Linked DNA regions of Gossypium hirsutum: region 1 is linked to region 2. A link is a contact called in public Hi-C data. All regions are on one chromosome and are shown on one strand. Each heading gives the region's core, a stretch centred on a gene start, on an enhancer-like site or on the middle of the called end of the contact. The rest is flanking DNA. Distances are from core to core; before and after follow the strand shown.

Evidence for each region. Hi-C and Micro-C count contacts between places; a contact is called where the count stands out from the background.
Region 1: a contact with region 2 is called in a Hi-C map of leaf, with 2.0 times the contacts expected there. The contact joins the enhancer-like site here to the promoter of LOC107913280 in region 2. A contact is called at or near these places in 9 of 34 Hi-C or Micro-C datasets (anther, callus, fibers and 1 more).

What each region holds. Positions count from the first base shown.
Region 1 is chrD11:28,369,895-28,377,133 of Gossypium_hirsutum_v2.1, forward strand. No RefSeq gene overlaps it. Among protein-coding and RNA genes, the nearest start is that of LOC107913282, 4.2 kb to the right of the region's middle. Within about 2 kb of position 3,782, at least 3 of the 9 cell types and tissues checked have an H3K27ac peak or open chromatin away from gene starts, as enhancers often do. A contact at or near this core is called in leaf, where this site is marked.
Region 2 is chrD11:28,243,543-28,249,993 of Gossypium_hirsutum_v2.1, forward strand. LOC107913280 (formin-like protein 6) reads left to right here and starts at 3,128. Exons shown (of 4, transcript XM_016841821.2): 1 at 3,128-4,903; 2 at 4,999-5,201; 3 at 5,483-5,724; 4 at 5,828-6,451. The coding sequence starts at 3,372.

The DNA.
Region 1 (7,239 bases), core at 2,532-5,031, 130 kb after region 2:
TTAATATGTCTAGTTGTTGCATTTTTAATGTGTCTTAAAATATATTACGAAGTCCACTAATGTTTGTCTTAGTCTTTTGAGTTTTTAATGTGTCCAATTCCATTACATGATAATTAGTGTGTCCTAATGTGTGTTTGTTTGTGTCCTAGATAATCCAATGGACAGCCACCTTTTAAAGCTACTAAAGGACTGTTCGGTTTTGACAAGAGAATCAAGTGCATTCACACACATATAGATGTTCATTTTGGGCATGAAAAGATACCATTCGGCCAAGCATTACTTCTTTAATTGCACCGTCCAATTTGGAAGCTGAATGAGACCTTTGAAAGCTTTCTAGAAGAAGTTTTTTTGTCATCCCCATGCATCATAAAATCCACCGTCCACTAAGGGGGAGTATGAGACCTTTGAAGATTTTTTCATCCTTAAGCATGCATGAATTTCATCCCAACACATTAAATTTGCAGCTTCCACCATTAATTCCAAGTGCATGGACAGCAAGGAATATGTACTTAAGATTAAAGTCCCATTAATTCATGTAATTCACATTAAAGGACAAAATTTTCCATTTGTATACCTTGGCCTATAAATATTTCGGACATGTATTTTGTAAGGTTAGACTATTTTGATTAATATAAACGAACTTATCAAGAATTCGTTCTTGTGTCGTTCACCTAAAATCGATCTTGTCACTCCTCTTCTCATCTCTTTTCGGAGTGTGGCGGTCAACCCTATACATTTGGTTCCTATCTCTATATAGATAGCGAGTCAAGGTTCTTCTTCATTTTCTAAACTTTTAATGTTTTAAACAACCATATAGAAATCGGGTCACGTTGTTTTATAATGTTGGTTCGTTTCTAGTTCATTTTAAGTTCGTGAGTTATATCCCAATTTTATCTTTTATTTTTATTTTTATTTTTATTTTTATTCGCATTTCCATCAAGTCTCGAGAGAGTACCTGTTAAGAATGATCAGGAACTTAAAATCGTGACTCGTAATTTCAATACGTAGCAAGGATCACGTCAGATCTAGATTCTTTTATTGTACTTTAAAGGTGATCTCGCAGGCTAAAGATTCATGTGTAACTCTTATTTATATAAGAGGTATGAAGCAAGTTTCATTCGTCTTGGGTAATGGAAGCAACAACAACGGTTGGGTGGATGGTTGGATCAACCAGTGCCATCATTACCTGTTGAATAAATTGGTCTTGGCAAAACCAAATTTCATATGCTGGGCTAGGTATGTCACAGTCATTTTGATGAGTAGTTGGTGATGGTGCCGGCTTGATGCCATTAAGGTGAGTCATAAGTGTTGGAAAAATTATATTTTATGGGAACTTTGAGGCATATTCTCAATATGTAAAGGTGAAGAGTTGAATCATAAAATTATGGTTTCATATTCTATTCTATAAGACCTTTACAACGGTATATCATATGCTCAAAATGGTTGAGTGATGAATGAGAAATTGATTCTCAAAGTAAGCTACTTGGAAATATTTGTTGAGAAAAAGTAAAAGCTTAGATCCCACATTAGTTAAATACCAAATGTGAAAAGTGTATATATATGGGAACCTTCTTAAAGAGTGATTGAATTACTAAGCTTGGAATCTTGCCTCGCGCGCAGGAAAGGTATAGGTCCAAACCCGTTAGGGTTGGGCCGCACCTGTATGACGTGGGCAACGTGAAATGTTCGGACCGGTTGGGCCTATTGTGAATATTTTATTTTTTCCTCAGCAGACACATACATAATCTGTTATAAAAAGACATTTATCTTATTTTATTTGATTCCATTCAATTTGATTTAATTTTAATCAAGTTGATTTATTGGGTCCTTTAATGGCAAATTTTGTGGAAATTTCTAAAATTCCATCATACTAAATGCCTATAAAAGGCTATGAATTCTGTAGATTTTTTTTCTATATTCATACTCTCTCACATCGAATTTATTTTGCTCTCAAAATTCTTCTGTTCCTCTCCATATTTTCCAATGTTCCGGTGATAGAAAAAGGCAACATTTGTTCGTTGATCGCTGCAGAGGTTCTACGACTTTCATCATTGTGTTGTTGTATCCTAGGAGACATTCGACCAACGTTTCTCCAAATATTGTAGGAGCAGCCGAATCTGTCTTTAAGGAAACTGTGTTAAACAGGCCTCAACGTTTAGTAAATCTCTATTCTTCTTTTCGATTTCAACTTTTTATTATGATTTTTATTGGTTCAAATATTTGACAATTTAAATATAAATTATTATATTTATTATTATATATAAATAATTATTTATTTACATTTATATATTTTGTTCGCTAACGTGTTTTGTCCAACAATAAAATAATAACCATTGAGAAACATTACAAATTGCGACTTCCAAGTGGCAAAATTTAGATTTCCTTATAGTTTAATCGGAAGTCGGTGAACCGTATTAAATTGGATTACAGTGGTTGTGGTTGTTTTATTTGATGGATCCGCAAGGTGTTGTTTCCAGAGGGAGCTAGGAGGGATATTGGTTGCTATTTGTGCCTGGGACAAAAAGGAAAAAGGGAGGAGGGGGGAAAAATAGGATCTCTTGAAAGCTTTAGATGCTTTGACACCATATAGATTTTTGGATGGAGATAAAATGAGTGCACTATTTTATTAAAGCAATTGCAAAGCTTAAATACATAAAAGTTTGATCCTACTCCTTGAAATTTTCTAGTTGAAGCTAAGATAGTATTATTCCTAAAAACTACCAACTTATTCAAATAATAATAACAAAAAGATCATAATGCAATAATCAAAAGCCCCGCAGTAGAAATTGTTATATTGGTTGCCATAGCAACACCAAGCAACAGTGAAAGAGTATTTTTGCTTTGCGGCAAAGAGAGAAATTAATAATAATAAAGAAAAATTAGGGTTTAAGAACTTCTACTTCTAATTACCCAATAATTTTAATAATATATCACAAAAATATTAGTAAGCTCTAATAAATATCTTAATCTAATTAAACTAAATAATAAAACAAAACACACGCCTTCTTTTTTTTTCTTAACTAAGGGTTAATTACAAGATTAGTCTCCCATTAAACATTAATAATTTAATTTAATCCTTAAAACAAAGTCGAAATTTAATTTGACCTCGAAATTAAACTAAAAATTTAAATAAGTCCGTAATTCATAAAAATACTAAAAATTTAAATTTTATAATTGTATCCAAAATTTCAAAATTAATTTATTATATGCAAAAAAATTATGAATTTATCTCGATTCGATGTAAAATCCGATATCAAAATTTATAAACCCAAAGAAAAAGAGAATTCTTTATTGTAGAATTTTTGAAACAATCAAATTATTGGATGGAAGAAGAGAATGAATTTGATTGGATCTTGAACCTTGATATACAAGGCATGATTGTTTACAAAATTATGGGCAATGTTGAATAGTTGCACGACATAAATTGGAGGTTGACATTGAAGAGTTATATATGGTTCCAAACTTGTTTTTTTTTATACGATGCTTAAAACTATTCATAATCATTTACAACTCGTAAATAAGAGGAAAAATTTACTTCAGCACACTCAAATTTATGTTCTCCTACTTTGACAACAATATCAATATTAATCGAATTAAGATTTGTACTTGACGATGGTTGAAGCTTGTGTCTGAGTACTGTGAGAAGATATTTTCAAAAGGGAGAAACAAAGAGGGCCCTTGCTGCAATGGGTTGATAATTGGAACTGGTAAATCATAGAGAAAGTCAACTATCATAGATGACTACATCTGCCTGGGCCATATAGATCGTTGGAACAATGAGCCACATGGTTCTGGGCTTAGATGATTAGTTGAGGTTTCCATTCAGGCTCAATTGAGCTGACCCAGATAGATGAACCCAAACATCAAGCCGACTGTAAAAAAATAAAAGTGGAGTTAAATTACGAAGATATAAGTAAGAGATGGTTGAAACACTGTAAAGAAACATATTATAAAACTATATTCATTCATGGCAGCAGCAACAACAACACTAATAATATGAAATTATGAAAATAAGTAAGAGATGGTTGGCAGTTGGCAAAGGGCCAAAGGCTAAAGCAGGGGAGCGTCTTCTTTCCATGATACTACTAATAAAATTAAAAACCAGAGTGGGCTGAGGATGGTCCAGCCTTTGGCACGTGAAGACGCTCCTCACCCTGGCCTCCCATTATCATCACCCGTGTTTATCAAATTCCCTTTTCTTTTTCTTGCTTTAGCTTACCCCTAAATCTTCCTTATTTTAACCAACATATGGGACCTATAATATTTACACATATATAACAACATAGCTTTCACATTCCATTCTATTTTACAAATTAATGTAACCTCCCTCTCCACGATGATTTCTTCACTTATTTATAGACTTATGAAACCCCTTTTTTTGTTCCAGGAAAGGATTGCATCTTGTTCTTCTTTTTAATAGATAAATTACATTAATAATTTAATCAAATGTTTGGATACTTTACACTATCATTTGAATTTTGTTTTGTTTTATATATACTAAATAAAAGATTGTGCACTAATTATTGAGCTCAAAATATAATTGCATGGGTAAAAGTATTATGGAATTCATTGTACTAGAAGTTGGATTGCATTTTGCTTCTTCTACTAAAAAAATAGATAAATTAGCTCACATGCGTTAGCTTAAATAGCAAACCGTTGTTTCTATAAAATTTTCATCTATTTCTACTATTAAGAATTGATACCTGTACATCAAAATGAGGTACACATGGTATCACATGTAACTTTTTGGGTATTCTATTAGTCATGCTAGTTTTTAATAGTAGAAATGGGTAAGTTTTTTAATAGAAATTATCAATTTACTCTTTGATCTAATGTATATGGACCATTTTGCTCATTTTTTAAATAATAAATAAAATGTAATCTAACTCCTAATACAAGGATTCTGTGATACTTTTACCTAATTCGTTACCAAAACAATGAAAAGAGCAAGAAATTAAAGTATATAGAGCATGCTACTTGTGTTAGATATGACCCCTTTTTCCTAACTAAATAAATGAAGAATTATATATGTACATATTGATTACATTATTTGTTGGTGAAAAACATTAATATTCATAATTTTTGGACCATATTGAATAGGGAGTTTTAGCTTGGTTTGATTTATATCTATAACAAAACTTTACAGCTTGTGTTCATATATCCCAAATTCACACACACATTTATATAATATTAATGATTTCCAAGGTTGATAACAAATGAAACATGCATGTGCATCACAATTTGTGAAAAACTAATTAAAAATACTACCAATTAATTGATACTGTTTATTGGAAATATATAAATGAAAGAAAACAGACAAAAAAAATTGAAAGAACATATTCTCTAATGCAACAATGATCACTGTATATCTTTTTTGGTAAAATTAATATTATTTTGTCAGACCCTCTGATCATTAAGAAGTGATTAATATGATTATCTGAGTTTTTGGGATTTTGTAATCTAAATCCATTTTTCTTAATTTATATCACTGCATGCATTGCAGGAGCCCTAAAAAGAATTGGCTTTAATTCACATTCTAATTAAAATAGCATTGAATTTATGGTAAAGTAATCCAAATGTGTAATAAGCCAGAAACATCTTGTATATTTTTATTTTCTTTTGGGCAAAATTAAAGATGGATTCTTCTCTCCTACCTTTTGCTTGCACATAATTTGTTTTAGATGGTCTTAAAAGCAATTTCCTGTCTATCAACTTGATATATTCAAGATTTTTAATGCCACAAGAATCAAATATTAAAAGGATTCATATCGGGGTATGGATCCCTCCATAAATTTTAATTATTATTAATCCTCTTAAATTATTGTATTTTTTTTAACCTCTTCTATAAATTAATAAAACACAATATATATGATAAAATTTTAACCAAAAAAGAGTGGTCGACTTTACCCTTATTTATAGAAAAATAAATTAAAGAGACATGTGTGAGGAGGGTAGGTAATTCTATTAATTTTGTTAACTTGTATATGGAGCTACCACTATTTTTACTCGTTTACAGCTATTACCAAAATAATGCAGATTTCTTTGTCCCCCCCAAAAAAAAATGTGATAGAGAAGTTGGGACTGCCTTAATTTTATTTAAACATAAATTATGAAATATATAAAATAGTAGTAAAAACTTTTTTTGATAATAATACAAACTTTGAGACGATTCAACTTAAATCTGGATGCATTATATATATATATATATATAAACCCTATTACTTATCTTTTTTAAGTTTTTTTCAAAATTTAATAATGAGAAACAATGAGTAATATATTCATCATACACATGCTACACTCTCTCCGACTTTGTGAAGCTCATTTTTCTAATGCAACTTTTTATATCTTTTGAATTTTTAGATTTTTTAATTTTAAATAGTTTTATTATAAATTTTAATATTTTTATTGGAAATAGAATAACTTCTGATTTTTTATTTTTTTTAATTTTAAATTGTTAATGCGACATATAAAATAAAATAGTGACATAGGCAACCACATGAAATATCACATCATCATCTAACATCTGTTCTAAAATTTTAATTGCTCAATTACAATTTTTGTCACAATATGCCTGATGTAATATGTATTGAACGAATAACTTACAATTTAGACAAAACTTAGTAAAAACACTTTTTTTTTAATTTTTCATTGTTTTGAAAAGTTTTAAGTTTTTAGGGTTTTTTTAAATTTTAAATGATTTTTTAAAAAAATATGTACTTTATCAAATTGATAAACTATAAATGTTTGGGAGATAAATTCTTTTTATAAGTGTTTAGTGTAATTAACTATAAATTTCGATGTTGTTATTTTCAAAAAAAAAAAATTGGATGGTGTTATCAAATTACACTAAACTTATTATATCATTATAAAAATTAGGGGTAAATCTTAAAATTATATATGAATTTTGATTTGGTGCAATTATATACGTGAAACTCTAATTGTGGTTCAGATGTATACTTAAAACTTTTAATTTTGATTTAAGTATACACATTTAAAGAAATAAATACATTAATTTATTTTTATATTAGATAAATATAATTATTTATGTATGCAGTACATAAACATAAAATGATGTTATATCAATAATTGTGTTAATAATTTACAAGAATTAAATCAAATTAAAATTTCATGTATAAATTTACACAAAATTAAAATTTATGTATACAAATATACATTAAACTATAATTAATGTATAGTTTTAAAATTTATCCCTAAATATTATAACTTATTGTTTGAAAT
Region 2 (6,451 bases), core at 1,878-4,377:
TTAGGTAGATTGGAGTACATAAGCTCAATTCCTACCCGATCGTGACGATTGTCTAACATGGTAGTTTCGCTGCAGGAATTTGCTCTGATTTTGATCAGCTAATCTGCATAATCCACAACACTTACCGTCGGATTTCTCCTTAATGTCCATTTCATTATGAATTTTGGATGATTGCGGGCGGCCTTTCGGATTCCTACGCAACCCTTTTGTCTGAGACAAGCTCAAAAGTCATCGGAGGCACCTCTGACGTAGATAGGTCAGGTAGGACGGGGAACTCATTCTCCCAGACATGCAACGTACGCTCGAGTGTGTATACATCATTTACAAATTGTTCAACATTGAGCGAGACTTTAGCACATGTTGCCATGACATTCGTACATGGACAATGAAGTGTTTAGAACCTCCTACAATCGCACCATCTGTTTCAGAGATCAACTCTATAGGACCTAGGTGGTATACCGAGTCGACGACTGATGGTCTCCGTAACTCGAAACGTTTCAAGACGTCGTGAATATACTTCTACATTCATCGACCTCACCATCTGATGATTTACAACCATTACATCCTTGACATCTTCGACAAACACGTGTCCCGCCTCTATCTGGTTAACTTGTTGCTAACCCATTCTTGGTATCAAGGTAGCCAACCTATAGAATTTAGTCGAGAAGGCAAATGAAATTGGAAGATATCGTGTTTTCAACAATTGCTGTAGCAGTTATCCATCCTTATAACTCATTATACGACGCATCGAAATCCCCGTACAATTGCTCCATTGTCATCTGTTTAGCTATCCATGCCTTTCGGTATGATACTCGATACTGGAATCGTGCCTGCATTTTGACAATCAGTACCGAAATTTTAATGGTCGGTATGTCCTTCACCATTGGCATGATACACGTGCAAATAGTTTTGGAATCAAGTTTTCGATGATCTTTTGTCATACGTGTTGATGTGCATGTGTGAGGCCCAACAAATTTTCGTTTCTCCCACATCTGCGAATTTTGAATAAATGTAGATCGTACCCGCCAATTACAACCTTCCACCGACTTCCAACACTCCCTAATATATATGTTGATTTAGACACTGTGACTTTGTAGTTCACTGATATATTCATGCTATACCGCTTAATAGCAAATACGCACTCTTCCTTACTTTTGAATCTCTAGCCTACGAACAACTCCTCAAAATCAGAATTTACGGCCAGCCGATGAGCAGGTAGTATTTCAGGGTACTCTAGGAACTCGGTTACGTGCGTTGCTTCGGGGTTTATGAGCAACATGTGTGGTTCAGGATTATTGTATATCACAATACGTCGAATCTGGTTCTCGAGTGAAAACGCGTTAATGTTTCCATTGTCATTCATGTCTTCGTAGTCAATATCATCGGGGACCTCGTCCACATTGGAATCACTATCACTATCGACCTCTTGATCACAAGGATCACTACTATCGTATCCATCATCACCAACCACATCAATATTGGCTGCAACATTAAGATCAATATCGATCCAGCGTATTATCGATTCACTAACAATGTATGATATTGGAGCCACCATGCACGGTTCTTGAGCTCCATGTTCTTCACCATATGCTAACTCAGGAAATAAGTGAATCAGTGCATTTTGGTCACTCCGATTACCACAATAAAGAGCGATTATTGTCTGCACGTCTTCATTGTATACAAGTTCCATTTCGGTGAATTTGATAGGATCTGTCGAAACTGGAAACTTGTAGAAATGTTTCGAGATCCTTCTCCTACAACGTCTAACAATTTTTGTGCTAATCATTTCCTTCATATCATTGAACGAGACATTTTTATTAAATCTCATTGCTATTTGTTGCCAACATTTAAATATACATCCAACAGTTGTTGTCAAGTTGATTCCATCGAAATAAACGCATACGAAAAATAGATTAACCATCTTCAATACTCAATCTGTTAAAAAATAAACAAAAATTCTCAAAACAATTTCGAACAACATAAAAATACTTACATAAAAAATTTAATGAATGAAAAGAGTTAATTTCTAACAATTTCAAATTTATTGTCATTTCTAACAATATCTATGACAAAAATATTTTCAGTATTTATCTATTCTTTTCTGTTGTTATCACTAACTAACAATTACTTTATAATAGTTAAACTTCCAAATATATTAAAAAATTTTACAACATAGCATTCTCAATAATCTAAACACAAAACTTACTAACAAATCACAATAAACAAAATAACTTTAAAACAAAACATGAAAATAACACTAAACAAACTATATAATACTAACAAAATAATTTTTTATTATCATAATATATTATATTTGAAAATAACAATAAAAATAATAATACATTTTTTTTCTCTTTTCTTTCTTTCTTCTCTTCTCCCTCTCTTGTTCTGCTATTTTTTTTTAAACTGATACGAGCCGGATGAGGGAATGGGGGGGAATATATTGGGTGTGCCGCCTATCAAATAGACACCACCAGTGCCGCCTATCAGATAGGCACAACCAATGCCGCCTATCAGATAGGGGTCGCTGGTGCCATCTATCAAATAGGAACCACGCCCCCTTCATATTTTTGTACCCGTATATACCAGAAAGGAAAAGTGGTGCCGCATATCCCTTTGACACCACTACTAAAATATTATTATTATTTTTTAATTGTATTGTGTCAGAATGAGGGTGATGCTGTCTATACACCATGCTCTACCCATCTAAATGTATTATTTTGGTACATAATTGTTGCAACATACCGTTTTGATATTTTTTTTATATTATTTAGGTAAAAAACCAGTAGAAAACTGAGACATTTAGGTGGGCATTTGTCCGGTTCGGCTCATGTTAACAATTTTTTCAGTCGACAGTTCATAGTTGAACCGTGATTTTTATCGATTCACAGTAAAGAGGGCAAAAAGAGATAATAAATTAATGAAATATGTGGGCATATATATCTGGGTCACGACAAAAGAAGAAACAATTCCATAAAATAATCGGACAGAAAAGGACATAAACGTGGTCCTTTAATTCCTACCATTTATAGGGGCATAATCGTCCATTTATCTGGAAAACAGCCCCCGATTACCACAGTTGATTTGCTATTCCTCTAAAATAGCAGGTGTCATTCCAATACAGTCCAAATAATTAATTAAAAAGAAAAGAAAAGATGCGGCTATAGACGATCTCATGTAGCATCCAAATCTAGCGGCAAAAAGAAGCTTCCCCCGCAGTCTAAAACAGCAGTAGTCATATTTTTAGTATAATTTTCCTCCTTTTAGTTTGCTGTGTTATGCATTTTTGGCTAAAGGGTCCAACAGTTAGGGAAACAAAGTCCTTTCTTTCCCCCCTTCAGAGATGAATCTTCGACCCTGAAATTTTCACAATGAGATTGAGATCTCATCCACATTTCACCTTCTTTTTCTTCTTGCTTTCATTGTTCTTGTCATCTTCTTCTTCTGTAATTCAAGATTTTATCATTTTTCATAGAAGAATTCTACACCAACCGTTGTTTTCGGTTGGTTCATCTCCGCCTCCAGGCGCTGACACTTTTTTACCGTCACCGTCTCCGCCGGCTCCAGATAGTCCTGTTTATCCAGACCCAAGTCAGCCATTCTTCCCTGAAGTTCCTTCAGGACCAGGGCAGACCGCAGATCAGAATCAACAGCCTACCGCACCATCTGCGCCTACTAATGGCTCGATGTCAATCCCAACTGCAACCCAACCTGCCAAACCAGCTAAAAAGGTTGCAATTGCCATCTCTGTTGGGATTGTCACTTTGGGAATGTTATCGGGGCTTGCTTTCTTTTTGTACCGTCACCGGGTCGCTAAACACCCTGGGGAAACGCGAAAGAGGCTTGTTGGAGGGAACTCCGATAGGTCGCAAGAAGACTCTAGGGTTCCACCCTCCAGCTTTCTTTACATTGGAACCGTGGAGCCCAGCAGGAGATCGGTGGGTGAAGTGAATGGTGGAGCTAATGGTTCGCCTTATGGTAAGTTGAATTCAGTGAGGAGGTCGGATCGATATAGGCCGAGCCCCGAATTGCAGCCATTGCCTCCATTGGCTAAACCTCTAGGACTTGAGAATTCACCGACGGCAATGCCATCTCCATCTTCGTCTTCTTCAGATGAAGAGTCTCAGGGGACGGCTTTTTATACCCCTCAGGGCTCAACGATCAGCAATGAAGAAAGCTATTATACTCCGGTTTCGCGTCGGGTTAATGGCAATTTGGTGACTCAGTCGAGGAATGAAATGAATGGGAAAACAAATTCTGTTCCTTGTTCTAAAAGAACTTCTCCCAAAACAAGGATTTTAGCTTCTTCGCCGGAAATGAAGCATGTTATTATACCTTCAATAAAGCAGCAACAGCAGCAGCCGCCTTCTCCACATCCTCCGTCGCCACCATCGCTACCCCTTCAACAGCCACAAGGTCTAGTACCGGAGCCGCATGAGACTCAGGAATTTACCCACGCAAAAAGGCCAAAATTCTCCTCCCCTCCTCCACCTCCAAATATGGCGCTACTTCGATCAATTAGCAACAATTCATCCCCACAAAGGACAAAAGTTCCTGTTCCACCTCCGCCACCGCCACCACCCCCTATGCCGCCACCAGCAGCCGTAAAACTGTCAATACCCAGGTCAGTAAGGAATTTGAAGACCAATGTGACTCCAAAACCTTCCCAACTGTTGAACAAGCATGAATCTCGGACCCCAAGTCCCAAAAACAGTGCAGTGAGTGGGGCTAGAAAGTCCATGGAAGAGGTGGTTGGTTACAAAGGTGTCAGTTCTTCAGAGAAGACAGACGGGGATGACATGGATAGTGCAAAACCCAAGTTGAAGCCTTTGCACTGGGACAAAGTACGAGCAACCTCGGAGAGAGCTACAGTGTGGGACCAGATAAAATCAAACTCATTTCAGTAAGTTATAAAACTTGTACATTTTATGAGTGTAGATTACGTTTCAAGTACAATCTGGGAAAACTTTCATTTATTTTTTGTTTGCTTGTTTACAGATTGAATGAGGACATGATGGAGACTCTATTTGGCTGCAATTCAACTACAGCAGCACCACCAAAAGAACCTATTAGAAGATCAGTTCTGCCTCCTGTTAAACAGGAAAACAGAGTTTTGGATCCAAAGAAGTCACAGAACATTGCCATACTGTTGAGAGCACTGAATGTAACAAGAGATGAAGTGTCAGAAGCTCTTTTGGATGGTATGTCATGACTATCATTCTTTTCTATTTTCTATCATTTGTTCTTAAAACACAGCAATTGGCCGCTTGTTCATGCTTAAAGCTATCATAGCTAAAGGATCATATAAGCCGTAAAGCATAACTCATAACTAATTACGATGCACATGTAGATATATTGATCAAGAAACATGATGAAAAGCTTCTTCGAGATGCTGATTATGGGCTTCAATTTGCCGATAATCTTCTACTTAAATATTGAACTTCACTTCACTTTCACATGTTATTTTGTTTTGCTTAAACAGGTAACCCGGAAAGCTTAGGTGCTGAGCTTTTCGAGACTTTGGTAAAGATGGCTCCCACAAAGGAGGAAGAAATAAAACTTCGAGAGTACAGCGGGGACGTATCGAAACTAGGCTCTGCAGAAAGATTTCTGAGGACAGTGCTTGATATCCCCTTTGCCTTCAAAAGAGTTGAAACCATGCTGTATAGAGCCAACTTTGATACTGAAGTACAATATTTGAGGAAGTCTTTTCAAACCCTCGAGGTATTATTAGTATTCATGAGATTCAATGCTTTCACCATAAAAATTCTGAAAAATTCTTTGTTAAAACCTCCTATGAGTTCATTTCTCTGTAATGTACTTGCAGGAAGCGAGTGACGAATTGAAGAACAGCAGGTTATTCCTCAAACTCCTTGAAGCTGTTCTTAGGACAGGAAACCGGATGAATGTTGGCACCAACCGTGGTGATGCTAAAGCTTTTAAGCTTGACACCCTTTTGAAACTTGTTGATATAAAGGGAACTGATGGGAAAACTACACTGCTACACTTTGTGGTTCAAGAGATCATTAGATCCGAAGGTGCTGGTACTAACTCTACCGATGGGAATCATGAAAATAAAATGGCCTCCAACTTTAAGGAGGAGGATTTCAGGAAACAAGGATTGCAGGTTGTGGCTGGGCTGAGCAGAGACCTCAGCAATGTCAAGAAGGCAGCTGGAATGGACTCGGATGTCTTAAGCAGTTATGTGTCAAAGCTTGAAACAGGGCTCGAGAAGGTCAGATCAGTTCTACAATATGAGAAGCCAGATACATCCGGGAATTTCTTCAACTCCATGAAAATGTTTCTAAGAGATGCTGAAGAGGAGATTGCTAAGATAAAGGATGATGAAAGAAAAGCTTTATTGCTTGTGAAAGAAGTTACTGAATATTTTCATGGGAATGCAACAAAGGAAGAAGCTCATCCTTTAAGAATCTTCATGATTGTGAGGGAT